Linked DNA regions of Mus musculus: regions 1, 2, 3 and 4 are each linked to region 5. A link is a contact called in public HiChIP or PLAC-seq and promoter capture Hi-C data. All regions are on one chromosome and are shown on one strand. Each heading gives the region's core, a stretch centred on a gene start, on an enhancer-like site or on the middle of the called end of the contact. The rest is flanking DNA. Distances are from core to core; before and after follow the strand shown. Region 1 holds the start of Rinl (Ras and Rab interactor-like). Region 2 holds the start of Fbxo27 (F-box protein 27). Region 3 overlaps Pak4 (p21 (RAC1) activated kinase 4). Region 4 holds the start of Zfp974 (zinc finger protein 974). Region 5 holds the start of Timm50 (translocase of inner mitochondrial membrane 50).

Region 1 (2,700 bases), core at 100-2,599, 480 kb before region 5:
GAGGAAGACAAGACTCAAGGCTGCTCAGCTAGGGCGAGAGCTAATAGTTTAATTCTATTACATGTGACTCAGAGATCTTGCCTGAGCTCTTGAATGGACTGCAGAGGCCCACAGCTATGACTGGTTTTTTGTTTTTCGTTTTTTTTTTTTGTTTTTTGTTTGTTCTGTTCTTTCGAGACAGTTCAGACTAGCTTGGATTGCTCTGTAGTCAAGACTAGCCCCAGACTCATGGCAATCCTCCTGCTTCAAGCTCTCAGGCGTTGAGATAATAGGCTGCAGCACCATGCCTCACTGGGGTAGCAGTACCATTCTTTATTGCTGAGGGACAGACCACTCTGAGGACCCCAGGAGGAAGGCCCATGTATCTTGGGGTGGGGGAGAACAGTTCCAACAGGAATTAAGAGAGTGGAAGGGGATAAGTTCTGGAAAAGCTTTTGGCTCGCTCCGTCTGCTACCCAGATGCAACATGACACCCATCTCTTCCCTTCCCAGATTTCAGAGGAGCCCTAACACACCCTCCCCCACATTTGTTTAAAAACTTGTTTTCTTTTTTGGAGACAGGGTCTCACTATGTTGATCTGGCTGTCCTGGAACTCTTGATATAGACTAGGCTGTCCCGGAACTTACAGAGATCCGCCTGCTTCTTTCTTCCGAGTGCTGGGATTAAAGGCATGCGCCACCACCGCCCAGCTTCCATTATTTGTCAAACATTCATTTTTCTTTCTTTTTTTGAGACAGGACCTTGTATAGCCCAGGCTTGTTTCATACTTGCTGTGTATTTCAGCAGAGGCTAGGTTCTTACTCTTCATCTTGGTGAACACTACACCCCAAGTGTTCACTAAGAGGGGATTGCCAACCCCAAGTGAACCCTTCCGGGTATTCCCCGCAGCAGTCTCAGGAGTAAGGCATGTGGGGCTGGAGAGACCATCCAGCTGTTTCCCATCATCTATCCATCCTCCACCATCTCACCCCCATCTTTCTGCCTGAATTCCTGGCCCAGCATTTAGGTGACCTGCTGGCCTAGGAAAAGGTCTGATAAGCAAGCTAGCCCTATTCTGAAGGCTCCATTTCTCTTAGGGCATTGTGTGCAAGCCAGATAATTATCAGCTACATAAATTACTGAGCTGCCAACTAGCAACTTCAGGTGTTGGGGTGGGGAGCACACCTCAGGGACAGGCAGGGAAGAAGGGTGAAGAGGGGGAGGCAGTGCTCCCTTGGGAGGAGATCCGGACATGGGTAGGGCTGGGCAGGGTTGGATGGAGGCAGCTGTGGGTGCAAATGGGACCAGATGTTTGGTCCCTGGGGGCCCTACCTGTTCCGAGGGGAGCCAGAGCAGCAGGAAGTGAAAGTGCTCTCTAGAGAGGAAGCCAGGAAGGCAGGGGAAGAGGCGGGGCTGGGGCATCTGAAATCACCTTCCTCTGTCTTTCCGGGGTCAGTATTAGGGGATCCACTTTGGAGGACTGAGCCTCTGGCAGGCTGAGAGCCAGGGTAAAAAGTCACCAGGCTACCCTCTCCAGGGGCATAGCTTGGTCCCAGTCACCATTACTCCTAAGATCCTGGAGCCATAGATGGTCTGGAGTCTTTATGGTCCAGCCTTCTCCCTTCCCCAGATGCCTTAAGTACCCACTAAAAGAAGCAGAGGCCACACAAGTCATGGTTAGTTGCTTTGTTTTGTTTTTTAATTTGTTTCTAATAAGCAAGGTCTCTTGCTCATCCACCAACAGCTGGCAAGTGGGTCCCCAGGAAAGGGAGCCTAGTACCCACTTTGTTGGAGGCAGAGAGTTGGCAGGCCTTCAGGCTCAGAGATCCCACAAGGCCCCACCCCCTTGGGTGAAGTTCTATTTGTAGAGTCCAGCCCCTATGCGGGGTAGGTTAATTTGATTTAGCCATAGGCCCCCTGAAAACAATAGAGAAATGCCTTATTCTGGCACTGTTAGGGGTTTTGGGGTAGCCTGTTGTCTGGGAATAATTAGAAGTTAGGGAAGGCTGCTTCTTGCCTGGGTGGTTAGAGGCTATGGTGGTTAGAGGCTATGGTGGTTAGAGGCTATGGTGGTTAGAGGCCCCAGCTACAGACTGCACAGGCCTCAGCCCCTAGGTATATTAGGCTTTTCTGGGATTGAGTTGGGGACCCTGATTTCAAGAACGTGGTTAAAGAACGAAGGGTCTTTGAGCTCACACAAGCTGCATGTTAAGAGGGCCCAGTGCTGGCCGGGCTCCGCTGTCCTGCGGGAGGTCATGGTTACTGTTACTGCTGTTCCTCTTTCTCTTTGGTCCTGGCCGCCTCCTTGGCAGGCGGTGGGGACTTTCCAGGGGAGATGGTAGTGCTGGGGTTGGGGGCCTGTGACCCTGACTGGGCATCTATGTTGGCATGCTCCCTCCGGACAAGGTCTTCCAGTTCCTTCTGTAGGGGGCAAAGTTGACGCAAGTCAGGTTACCGTAAACCCCATGGGCCTGGGCTCAGGGTGGGCTGGGGTGGCCCAGCTCCTCACCTTCCATCCGAGGAGGTCAGCGAGAGCCAGGCAGCCTTGATCACAGTCACCCAGCCAGGCCACGTCCCTGCAGGGTGAGCAGGAGTAAGAGAACAGGCTGAGGACCAGCCGGCCTTCTGTCTTCTCTCCCTCCTCACCCACCCTTCTCGAGCTGCTCACCCAGGCCCAGCCTCACCTGTAAGCCTTCTTGGAGTCAAAATCCATGCCACCT
Region 2 (2,700 bases), core at 140-2,639, 380 kb before region 5:
GAGAGAACTGTGGATACAAAGTTGGCCGCTGAGCACCTACCACCTGTACGCGAGACTTGAGCCTTTTAACAACACACCAAAATAATTTTAAAAAATTAAAAGTTTATGTCTGCAGACTATGTATATATGCCCTCTCTCCAGAGGCCAGAAGAAAGGGTGGTCTCCCTGAGACTTGAGTTACAGATGGTTGTGAGTCTCCACTTGAGTGTTTGGAACTGAGCTTAGGTCCTTTGGAGGAGCAGCTCTTAGCCGCTGAGCTATCTTTCCAACCCGCAAAAACAAAAAGCAAAACAACAACAAAAACAAAATATACTAACAAAATTTAAAAATTTGTAACTGCTCTTCTAGAGGACCTGGGGTCAGTTCCCAGCTCCCAAGCCATGAGGCTTAGTCTCCTGAAACTCCAGGCGCAGGGACGAAAATAAATTGTTAAAATGTAAAAGCCAATGAAACAAAAGATATTTATGTGTTGATTTTAATTGCTCTTGGTGCCTCTCTGTGCATCCTGTCTCTCAGATAGAAGATATGCTGTTTGGTCCCCTCTACCGCTCTCTTATGTAGGTCAGGTGATTCCAGCTACTCTAACTGGGTCAAGTGTGACCCCACTTCTAGCCCCTCCCTCTGCTACATCTGTAGACCTGCCTCTTGGTTTAACTCTAGGCCCCGCCCATTTCATACCTTGTGACTCCGCCCTATCCTCTCACTGGTTTCCTTCTGGTCTCACAGCCTACAAATATCCCGTGACCCCGCCCTTAATACCTTCCGGGGGATTCCTTCTTGGCTCTGTCCATTAGCATTCTTGGGGCCCCGCCCTTTGTGCTACAGTTCTCTCTTGGTCCCGCCCCTAGGCTTCCTCTAGGCCCCGCCTTCTCAGCGCCTCACCTTGGCCACAGGGGTTGCTGATGAGGTTGCGTCCTAGCGGTCTCAGTGCGCAGAATTGGCCCAGCGGGCAGGGCGTGTCTTCGTGGGCAGGGGGCAGACAGCGGCGGGCTAGTGTCAGCAGGGCGCGGCCCGCTGCGCTGTGGTCACGGGCCAGCAGCAGCAACCATAGGGCCTGGCCATCTACCAGGGCGCGCCAGGCGCGGCACACTCGGCGGCAGTGCATCAGCAGCGTGCGCGGGGGCACGTGGCTCAGTACCAGCAGGAGCAGCTCCGGGGGCAGACGGCTCAGGTCCAGGACCTCCTGGGGGTCGGGCTCCGGCGTCGGGACCCGGGTCCTGGATATCCAGGCACCCATGGTCCCCGCGCCCCGCTTGGCTGGGACTGCAGGAGAAGAGGGGTTAGATGTTAGTGATTAGCAGCCTCTGCTGCCAGGCTTTGCAGCCGTCCACCCCGAGACTAACATCCCCGAAGCCATCCACTGTCTCCCACGTCCCTTACCGCCTCTCTGTCCCCAAAGCCTACCCTCCTCCCAGCCCGCTGGTGCTCACCGGCACCCCTGCCAGCTCCCCTTCGCGGCCTGGAGGACCGCATAGCTATAGCTTTGCCTAATACTATCCTTCCCAGGCGAAACCTCTCTGAGATTCGCCGAATGTCCAGCCCTGTGGATCCAGACCCCACCTCCTTCCGGCTTAGGACTGGTGGACAGTTTAGGAATCCACCTGAGGACACAGATTAGGCCAGGGCTCTGGCACAGTCCTAGCGGTTCAGCAACCAATCCAACACTTGGAGTGACCCTAAATCCGCAGTGGACGCCTGGCATCTGGTAACAACTATTATTTCGGGTAGGCATCCAAGTGGAAGGCTCCACCCCTAAACGCCTTGTGCAGTCCGTGACCTTAATCCCAGACAATCATCCAGTCATCCGCGATTTACAAGAAAAAGCAGGCTCTAGAGGACAACAATGACCCCGCTAATCGAAAGCATCAGCTGAAGCTTACAGTTTCGAACTTCGGCAACTTAGCACATTTTAAAAAGAGATTTATCTTATGTATGTGAGTACACTGTAGCTGTACAGATGGTTGTGAGCCTTTATGTGGTTGTCCGGAACTGAACTTTTAGAACTTCTGCTTGCCCCGGTCAGCCTTGCTTGCTCTGGTAGGTTCTGCTCGATCTGATCGACCTGCTGAGTCTCTGCTTGCTCCAACCCAAAGATTTATTATTATACATAAGTATACTGTAGCTGTCTTCAGACACACCATAAGAGGGCATCGGATCTCATTCTGGATGGTTGTGAGCCACCATGTGGTTGCTGGGATTTGAACTCAGGACCTTTGAAATGAGCCATCTCGTCAGCTCCCCGAACATCTTAACACAGAAAAGGAACCGAGGCTCTTAGAGGCCGTGACCTTCCTAAGTGACTAGTAGTGTTAGTGAGTGGGTCTAGCTCCAGATTTTTTTTTTTTTTTTTTTGACAGGGTCTCACTTTGTAGGGCTGGCTAGCCTGGAACTCACTGTGTACGCAAACTGAGAGACCTGCCTGCCTCTGCCTCCTGAGTGCTGGGACTAAAGACATGTATTACTATGACCAGCTCTGTCGGGCAGTGGTGGCGCATGCCTTTAATCCCAGCACTTGGGAGGCAGAGGCAGGTGGATTTATGAGTTTGAGGCCAACCCGGTCTCCAGAGTGAATTCCAGGACAGCCAGGGCTAAAAGAGAAACCCTGTCTCGAAAAAAAAAAAATAGTTTTATGTGTATGGAGGTTTGCCCGCATTTATGTCTCCACCATGTTTGTGCCTGGTATCTGGGGAGGTCAGAGGA
Region 3 (2,700 bases), core at 169-2,668, 260 kb before region 5:
TCAGGCATCGTTTCTGGGACCAGCTTGTCTCACCAGAGATCCTGGGAGGAGGTCCAGGAAACCCATTTCTGGGGCAGGCTGGGGTAGGAGGTGAAGTCCAGCACAGGAGAGGAAAGATAAGGTGTGGGCCTGGCAGGTAGAAGCATCATGGGGGCCCAGACTAGCTGCACACAGTGCAAGCTAGTAAGAGGCCAGCCTGTTGTGTTCACCTTCCTGGGTCAAACCTTGGCAACCTCTGACTGGTTGGGTGCCTGGACAAAGGAGTCTGTTTCCACACCAGACAATTGGGATAAGGTGCCTCCATTGTAGGGCTGTGCGTATATCACAGGGCTGAGCATCATTGGCTGGATCTGCGCCAGAAGCAGGGGCCATAGGCCCTGGGAGAAGTGGCCTACTCTCATGTCTGCTCTGGCTTTGCCCATGACAAGTGAGAACCTTACTTAGGGCATGGGGCTCACAGTGGCTCTCCTGCTGGGTCAGGAACAAAGGGTGAGAGATACTGGGACAGTGCTTCTAAGAGAGGTGGCACACAGTAGGTGCACATTCCTGCTGGCTACTGTTCTCATGTAACTAGCATTGAGGATTTACTGCCTAAGCGTCAGTAAGAGTTGGCTCTGAGCCAGACCTTCAGTGCCTTGCTTGTTTTTCCTGTGACTCCTTATAAAAGCTGCTGGAAGCAGCTTCTGTCGTCACCCTCCCAACAAGAGGAAACTGAGGCATAAGAGTGGAGTCTTTCCCTAGGGTCACTCATTGAGCTTCCTGGCATGAGCTGTGGGCTGGGTCTTCACAGATATAGAAATCAGGGCATATAGTGCTAGCTAACTGTCAGCTGGGGGTTGAGGCTTGGGCTGCAGGGCTCTGAAATTCTGAGCTGGCCTGGGAGACCCATCCCAGCCACGAGATGCCTAAAAGGGCCTGGGTGGGGCCTACACCAGGTCATTATAAACACCAGTTCCTCTGTTTGTCCTTCCCTCCATATGCTGCCCAGAGGAAAGGGGTGGCCCAGGCAAATATCCGGAGGTGTGCCCTTCCGCCCCTTCTCCTGCAGGGTCACAAGTGGCTGCAGTATGCAAGGTGGCTTGGGGCTTATGGGTGGGGGTAGGGGTCTGTGTGGGGGAGCATGGAAAGGCACTGCTGAAAGCTCTCCCACCTTTTCCATTCTGAGCGCTTCCCTATGCTTAGTGAGTGGTCACATGCACTACCACCCCCTATACTGCCAAATCTGGGAGCTGCTTTGGGGCTCCCTCGGTGTGGGAGGTGGGAACTGAGAGTAGAGCCAAGAGTTCAGGGTGGATAGCAAGCTAGACACGGAGGACAGGGAGCCGCAGGTCGCAGCACAGGCTCCACGCTGTGCCAGGCAGCACAAGGTGTGGCACTGTTAGAGTTGTAGAGACAGGCGTAGCGCCAAGGAGGGCTGGGTAGCCCTGGTGCAGAGGTCGGGGTGCTGGGACAGGCTGGACAGGAAAGGCTGGGAGGAGGGCAGCATGTTGCAGTGCTGGTTCTGAGGCAGAGAAGGCTGGAAGCCAGAGGTGCCCATTCTGCCCTAGCTGTCCCAACCCTCAGCCACAACCCCTGGACTTGGATCAAGCAAAGAAACTAAACCAGCTGGGAAAGTCCTGTCCAGGCCCGGGGCTGGCCACCTGCTGGCCCCTTGGGACCAGTTGAGACAGGTTGGCTGCTGCGTCCCCACCTGCCTCTCTCTTGGCTTGGCTGCCAAACCGGTTTCCCTGGCTGGCTGCCCATTAATGTCCTTCTTGTAGGCTGAGCCAGTGACTCCCAAGAAAGAGAGCCATGCCTGGAGAAGAAGAGAGCTGCCCCCTGGACACTTGTCTGTAGCCACTTCCCCAGCAGAGTCTCACTGGGGCTGGGTGCTGGTTCTGTGTCTGCCCACCACCCTGCCAGGTACTGAAGAGCCAGGTGGGACAAAGATGAAAGTCCTCTGACACCCTTTGGTCCTTTGGGCCTTCACTCCTGAAGCCTCCTATAGGAAGCCTCCCTTAGCACACCTGCCATCCTTCCGTGGTTGGTAGCACTTTGTGGGCCCAGTCCCTACCAGTGTACACTGTCACTACCTAGGGACCGTCTGCCCCAGGTAGACCCTAGTGGGTCATAGGCTGTCTAGGTTGTTCTCGTGTCCGACTATCAGCCAGAGTAGAGTGGGTGTTAGTGATTGAATGACTGATAGATCTTTTCTTCCTGTCTTACAGATGAGTAACTCAAAGCCTCAGGAGGAGACGTCACCCACGCAAAGGTGCTTCTAGCCCAGCCAGCTTCAGACCAGGTCTGTCGGACTCCAGGCTCTTCCCACAGGGCCTGTCTCTCCAGCATAAGGGGCTGGTCCCAGGCAGGGAGGGGCTCAGTTGCTTCATCACCCAGGACTCAGGTAGTGAGAGGCAGAGGATTGTTGGGAGGCTGCCTAGTGTCCCTCATTGCTTGATCCTCTGTGGGGTGCCACCATCATCCTGTCCTTCAGCTAGGATGGACCCCAGGGCCTCCCGCCTACTCTGCAGTTCTCTGCTGCTGAGCTGCAGCCCCAGACCTTTTTATCATTTTATTTTGAGACAATTTCACCACGTTGATCAGAATAGCCTGAATCCACTCTATCTCGGCAGAGCTTTGAGCTTGCCATCCTCCTGCCTCCTGAGTAGCTGGGATTGCGGCTACTGAGCCTGTGCTCCTGGCTCATCTTTTGATTCTTTG
Region 4 (2,700 bases), core at 6-2,505, 380 kb after region 5:
TCTCCATCATTTGGGATTCCTCTGTTGTGAATTCTCTGTTTAGCTCTATACCTTATTTTGTGGTTGGGTTGTTTGGATTTTTGAAGCTTAGCTTCTTGAGTTCTTTATATATTTTGGATATTAACCCTCTATAGGATGTGGGGTTAGTGAAGTTTTGTCCCACTCTATAGGTTGCTGATTTGTCCTGACTACGTCCTTTGCCTTACAGAAGCTTTCCAGTTTTATGAGGTCCCATTTATCAATTCTGGATCTTAGAGCCTGAGCTCTAAGACATTGTTGGTGGGATTGCCAACTGATACAACTACTCTGGAAATCAATCTCGAGGATCCTCAGAAGTTTGGAAATAGATCAACCACAAAGACCCAGCTATACCACTCTTGGAATATACCCAAAAGATGCCCCACCATACCACAAATCCACTGTGTTCATAGAGGTCTTATCTGTGAAAGCCAGAAGCTGGAAACAACCCAGATGTCCCCCAATGGAAAAATGGATACAGAAAATGTGGGTCATTTACATAATGGGATAGTATTTAGCTATTAAGAATGAGGACATCATGAGTTTTGCAGGCAAATGGGTGCAACTAGAAAATATCCTGAGTGAGGTAACTCAGACACAAAAAGAGTAAAAGGCATGTGCCACCATAATCTGAGTGTATTTTAGTTCTTAGACAGGGTTTCACTGGGTAGTCCTCGGTGGTCTCTTCTCACAGACATGCAGCTGGCTGTACCTCCCCATCGCTGGGATAAAAGCCATTGCTACCACGCCCAGCCATGTTTACTATCACTTGATGTCTTGGCCTCTTTATTATCACTGGCAATGTTCTTTGCCCCCAAATCTGCCTCCATTTTATAATCGACTTGAGTTTTCTTTTGATTATGTAAAGATGGTCACTTTGAATCTGCTAGAGTATTTATCTTTAACATATTTTCTGAAGTTAACAGATAGCTGGGTCTGACCTCTTTTCAAATCTAATGTGACAAACCTGTACTTTAGCTTTTAGACCGATTACAGTACTTTCAATGCGACTAGTTTTATTATGAGGATCGTCTAGCCTGTCTAACAGACACAGTACGGTTGTTGCATAGCATGTGGTCCTCAGTCACATTTTCTATCTAGAGCATCCCTGCCTTTTTAAGGGCGAGAAAATCAGTTCCCCGCAGAACCGGAAGTAACTTTTACTCAAAGGAGGGCGCCTCCCCTTTAAGCGCGCACCCCCGTGGGAACTCCCACAAACCACTGGGCTCCGCTCGCAGATCTGGCATCCCCGCCCCCAAGAGCCGGGCTTCACGGGGGCTTTGCTGGTGATAACTGCATTTTTTAGGGTCACCACGCCGAAACTAGCGCATAGGCTTTTGGTGTTCTGGTGCCGCTAATGCGGAAGGTCCGATCTTTGTGGTCGGCGGAAGAAATTTCAGGTTGGCTTCGGTCTCCATGGAGTAAGGCCTGAGGCAGCCGGCTGGGAGTGGGCGTGTGCGGACGGTCGTATAGGGTCGCTGTTTGTTGATGTGATAGTGTGTGTGTGTGTGTGTGTCCACACCTTGATCTCTCTGCATTATCTGGGGCTCTGTGCGCGTCGCTTTCTGCTCCAACTTTCCCTCGCGACCACAGGAACCAAAGCAGAGGACTAAGTTTCAGTAAGGAGAGGTCAGGCTAGGTACAGACTTGAGCTTGGGAGGAGCATTTGGGGCTGAAAGTGCCACCGAGGGTGACCTAGGAGGGTGGTTACTTGTTGAATTCCATGACTTTCTCAGAGCCCTAGCTGTGTGAGTGTTGAGGGAACTGAAGGAAAGTGCTCAGTGCGGATGCTGCCAGAGCATGATGGGGATCTCATCCTTGCGCAGGCTCCCCGCGAAGGCCATCAGTCAAAAGGAGGGCTTGAGAAGGATGGGATCATTATTGCTGCCCATCTAAGAGTCAAGGATGAGTGTACTCTTCTTTTCTGTTTGAGAAATGAGTTTTCAATTTTATAATATGGAATTGTCAGTAAATGCAGGTAGGTGAACGTACACATTCATACCTCCACCGCTGTGGCCCTTACGTTGTCCCTGCCCTTAGGTCCTGGTGTTCACATGACCATTTCAATTACCCTTGACTTTTTCTCCCTAAATCACTTCCTTTCCCCACATTATAGACAGTGCTCATCTTGGGTTCATTGTCTGCAGGGTATGGCAGGACAAGGGAGTGTTAGAAAGAATGCAAATACTGGTTGTATATTTAAGGAAATGACTCATAAGCTCTAGTCTGTACAGTGTACATTTTAATCTCAGCATTTTGGGAGGCAGAAGCAGGAGGATCATTGTAAATTAAGGATCAGTTTGATCCACATAGCAAGTTCCAGGAGGGGTGTGCTACAAAATGAGAACCTGTTTCAAAACAAGGAGAAAACGAAATGAAGGTAATAATGAAGAGCAGAATTTTAAAATTTGTATTGTGTTCAGTGTGATAATTTTACAGAGCACAAGGTGGTCCTCACAGAGCCCAAGGCAGGACAGTTGTGTCAGCCCTGCGGAGGTTGAGAAACTCAGTTCTAGGATCAAAAGACCTAGGACACCCAGAACAAACTTAGCATTATTTTGTTCAAAATCTCCCATAATATGGAAAGAGGGAAACATATACTCACCTCCTGTGACAGGATGTTTTACAGCTAATTATCTTCATAAAGGATCATGGCTTGAGACAACATAAGTGTTATCATAG
Region 5 (2,700 bases), core at 173-2,672:
CGAAAAACCAAAACCAAAACCAAAAAAAAAAAACAAAAAACAAAAAAACCCCAAAACCTAATTTTTAAAAAATGAAGATATATTTCATGAATACCTATGTTCCCTCCACACAGTTATATCAATATAAGGCAAACAAGACTTACCATGTCAAGGCAGTGTTTTGACCACGGGCATTTTCACCCAAGTTAATGTGAGGAAAACAGCCTAGTTCAAATGACTCAACTTTGATTCCTTGGACTCTCGGTGGAAGCTGAGAGCCGACTCTTGAAAGTTGTCTTCTGACCACGCCCTGTGGCATGAGGCTGACTGAGCACACTTAAGCAGCACCCCAATCCATTTCATTCCACTCCAGAAATAACAGCTCTGAATTCTGTGTGGCTTTCCTTTGCCCAACTTTGTAGTTTTACTATCTTAGTGCTTTGGATTTTTTTGGGTGGGTGGGTGGGTGTCTTTTTTTGGAGACAGGGTTTCTCTGTGTAGCCCTGGCTGTCCTGGAGCTCACTCTGTAGACCAGGCTGGCCTCGAACTCAGAAATCTGCCTGCCTCTGCCTCCCCAGTGCTGGGAGTAAAGGCATGTGCCACCAATGCCCTGCAGTACTTTGGATTTTTAAAGTTTAAGTGTAAAAATCTGACTTTTTTTTTCCCATTGAAAACAACTTGTGGGGGCTGGAGAGATGGCTCAGCGGTTAAGAGTACTGGCTGTTCTTCCAGAGGGTCTGAGTTCAATCTATAAAGAGATATGATCCCCTCTTCTGGCATGCAATTGTACCTGCAGACAGTGCACTCATACATTTAAAATGAGTGAATGAACGAGTGAATAATAAATGATTAAACAAATAAAGGAATGAATAAACAAACAAATAGAAAACAACTTGGGCAAGACTCATGGTGGCTCCCGCACCCCTAATTCACTGCTTTCTTAATCACTCTAAAGCCTAAACAAGTCAGCACGGAACGTTCCTTTGGTTGAATCCAGATGAGTGGTAGATCCAAATGAGTGGTTGGGCAAAGGAAAGATACTCCAGTCCTTTCTACAAACTCACGGCGTTAGGGGTAAAAAGAGATCTGGAGACGGGAAAGAAGACTGGTTCAGCCTCCTGGTCCACGTGAGAAAAACTGAGGGATGCTGGGTCAGCTCACTTTTTGGGCCTCTGTCCATTTCTAACGATGGGAGGTGAAAGGCAAAGTCCGAGCGACTGGATGGTGGCGGTCCTTAGGGCCCCAGGGGGCGTGGTGCCAGATGACAGTATTCCAATTTCGCGCTCAGCCAGAGGAAAGACCGACTAGGAGCGCACCAAAGGTACTCCGCCCAGTTCTTTTTGTCCCTCTCGGGTTCCTGTCCACACGCACTACCTCAGCGATCCCATTGGTCGTAGTCCTCGCCTGGGCGGGAGAGAGGGAGCGAGTGGGCGGGGCCGCGTGGCGTCAGCGCAAGATGGCGGCCTCGGCGGCTCTGTTCTCGCGCTTGCGGAGCGGGCTCCGGGTAGGCGCGCGGGGGCTGTGCACGCGGCTAGCGCCGCCACCTCCCCGCACTCCCGAGCAGGTGAGCGGCGCCGGGACGCGCGCCCCGATATGGGGCTTCTCTCTAAAGTTTTGGGCGTCTGGTGGCAACCCCGGCGGGTCTGGGAGACCGCACCTCAGGGTGCTGAATGGGACGGAGCCCGCGTTTTCGATGTTTCCATGCTTCCTGTGTGGACCACAGTTGCTCCCCCGGGGCTGGATTATGGAGGCCCGGAGTGCATCCCCTGGAGCCCAGGTCTCAACCACGTGGGTGCCGGGAGAGGTCACCTGTTCTGATCTCGGTGACCATTCAGGTGATACTTGACGGGGGTGGGGCCCAGGGCGCTAGGGACCCAGGGTCTGTCCCAGTGACATTTCAATCGCCTCCTTGAGCGAGAGGAACAGGAAGGATCCAGCCTGCCGTCCGTTCCAGCCTAGCCATTCTGACCTCCAAGTCCATGACTTTCCGTTCCCAAAGTCCCAGACAGGAGATTGCCTCTCCTCGCTCTTGCTTCCTTCCCTTCCAAACCCCTCCATCTTGGGCTCTGGGTATCCGGATATCTTAACTGTTCGTTCTGTCCCTTGGGTGCCCTCTGTCCCTTTAGTTTTGACATCTCTGTGCTAGCGCGCGCGCGCACACACACACACACACACACACACCCATCCCTTATTCTCCTTGCCCTACTCTTCCTGGCTCCAGACCCTGCAGTGCTATTGCTTCCAAGACCTTGAGCAATTTGCCCTTTCAGCTCTTGAACCCCTGTGATTCTCTAGACAGTTTAGTTGTGACTGTCTGAGGGGAGCAGCCTCTGAACTCACCCCTTCAGGGACACAGTTTTCTGCTCTGGATGTCCACTTCCTGGTTCTTGATCTTGAGGCTGCTTGGACAAATTTAAGTATTCTGTTATTTCTCTCTGTGTGACCTCTCCTCCATCCCCCTCCACTCAGGTCACTGAAATTGCCAACCGTGGGGGCTCCAAGGCCCAGGGGCCACAGCACCAGCCAGGCTCCGAGGGTCCCAGCTATGCCAAAAAAATTGCGCTCTGGATCGCCGGTTTGCTCGGAGCTGGTGGGACTGTCAGCATCGTCTATATTTTTGGTGAGAGACATAACCCTTGACTGTTGGCCCCCAGATTTCTACTGTGAACCCCCCCTTTCTTTCCCCATACTCAGTTCATTACCTGGCTCCTCCAACTAGGA

The links. HiChIP or PLAC-seq counts read pairs in DNA pulled down with a chosen protein or histone mark. Capture Hi-C pulls out chosen DNA fragments and counts their contacts.
Region 1: a contact with region 5 is called in a promoter capture Hi-C map of adipose tissue. The contact joins the promoter of Rinl here to the promoter of Timm50 in region 5. A contact is called at or near these places in 1 of 39 promoter capture datasets (liver), 1 of 115 datasets of contacts at active chromatin or transcription factors (bone marrow-derived macrophages) and 2 of 9 other capture datasets (adipose tissue and liver).
Region 2: a contact with region 5 is called in an H3K4me3 HiChIP or PLAC-seq map of bone marrow-derived macrophages, with 5 times the contacts expected there. The contact joins the promoter of Fbxo27 here to the promoter of Timm50 in region 5. A contact is called at or near these places in 2 of 115 datasets of contacts at active chromatin or transcription factors (bone marrow-derived macrophages and large pre-B cells) and 1 of 9 other capture datasets (liver).
Region 3: a FOXA1 HiChIP or PLAC-seq map of pancreatic cancer cells shows a contact between it and region 5. The contact joins the enhancer-like site here to the promoter of Timm50 in region 5. A contact is called at or near these places in 1 of 484 Hi-C or Micro-C datasets (CD4 T cells), 3 of 115 datasets of contacts at active chromatin or transcription factors (large pre-B cells, microglia and pancreatic cancer cells) and 1 of 9 other capture datasets (adipose tissue).
Region 4: an H3K4me3 HiChIP or PLAC-seq map of bone marrow-derived macrophages shows a contact between it and region 5, with 4 times the contacts expected there. The contact joins the promoter of Zfp974 here to the promoter of Timm50 in region 5. A contact is called at or near these places in 3 of 39 promoter capture datasets (the 3T3-L1 cell line, hippocampal neurons and liver) and 1 of 115 datasets of contacts at active chromatin or transcription factors (bone marrow-derived macrophages).

What each region holds. Positions count from the first base shown.
Region 1 is chr7:28,787,618-28,790,317 of GRCm38.p6, reverse strand. It overlaps Rinl (Ras and Rab interactor-like), which reads right to left and starts at 1,349. Exons shown (of 12, transcript NM_177158.5): 1 at 1,313-1,349. Sirt2 (sirtuin 2) reads right to left here. Exons shown (of 16, transcript NM_022432.4): 14 at 2,665-2,700; 15 at 2,490-2,556; 16 at 1,653-2,401. The coding sequence ends at 2,246.
Region 2 is chr7:28,691,833-28,694,532 of GRCm38.p6, reverse strand. It overlaps Fbxo27 (F-box protein 27), which reads right to left and starts at 1,389. Exons shown (of 5, transcript NM_001163702.1): 1 at 883-1,389. The coding sequence starts at 1,237.
Region 3 is chr7:28,569,374-28,572,073 of GRCm38.p6, reverse strand. It overlaps Pak4 (p21 (RAC1) activated kinase 4), which reads left to right. Exons shown (of 10, transcript NM_027470.3): 2 at 2,208-2,281. Among named protein-coding and RNA genes, the nearest start is that of Mir7049, 9.7 kb to the right of the region's middle. Within about 2 kb of position 1,418, at least 82 of the 459 cell types and tissues checked have an H3K27ac peak or open chromatin away from gene starts, as enhancers often do. A contact at or near this core is called in pancreatic cancer cells, where this site is marked.
Region 4 is chr7:27,928,013-27,930,712 of GRCm38.p6, reverse strand. It overlaps Zfp974 (zinc finger protein 974), which reads left to right and starts at 1,255. Exons shown (of 5, transcript NM_001374027.1): 1 at 1,255-1,418. It overlaps Gm26891 (a long non-coding RNA gene), which reads right to left. Exons shown (of 2, transcript XR_881914.3): 1 at 2,624-2,700; 2 at 2,239-2,366.
Region 5 is chr7:28,310,768-28,313,467 of GRCm38.p6, reverse strand. Timm50 (translocase of inner mitochondrial membrane 50) reads left to right here and starts at 1,422. Exons shown (of 11, transcript NM_025616.3): 1 at 1,422-1,543; 2 at 2,449-2,599. The coding sequence starts at 1,436. It overlaps Gm51445 (a long non-coding RNA gene), which reads right to left. Exons shown (of 3, transcript XR_003946618.1): 2 at 2,320-2,378; 3 at 695-1,383.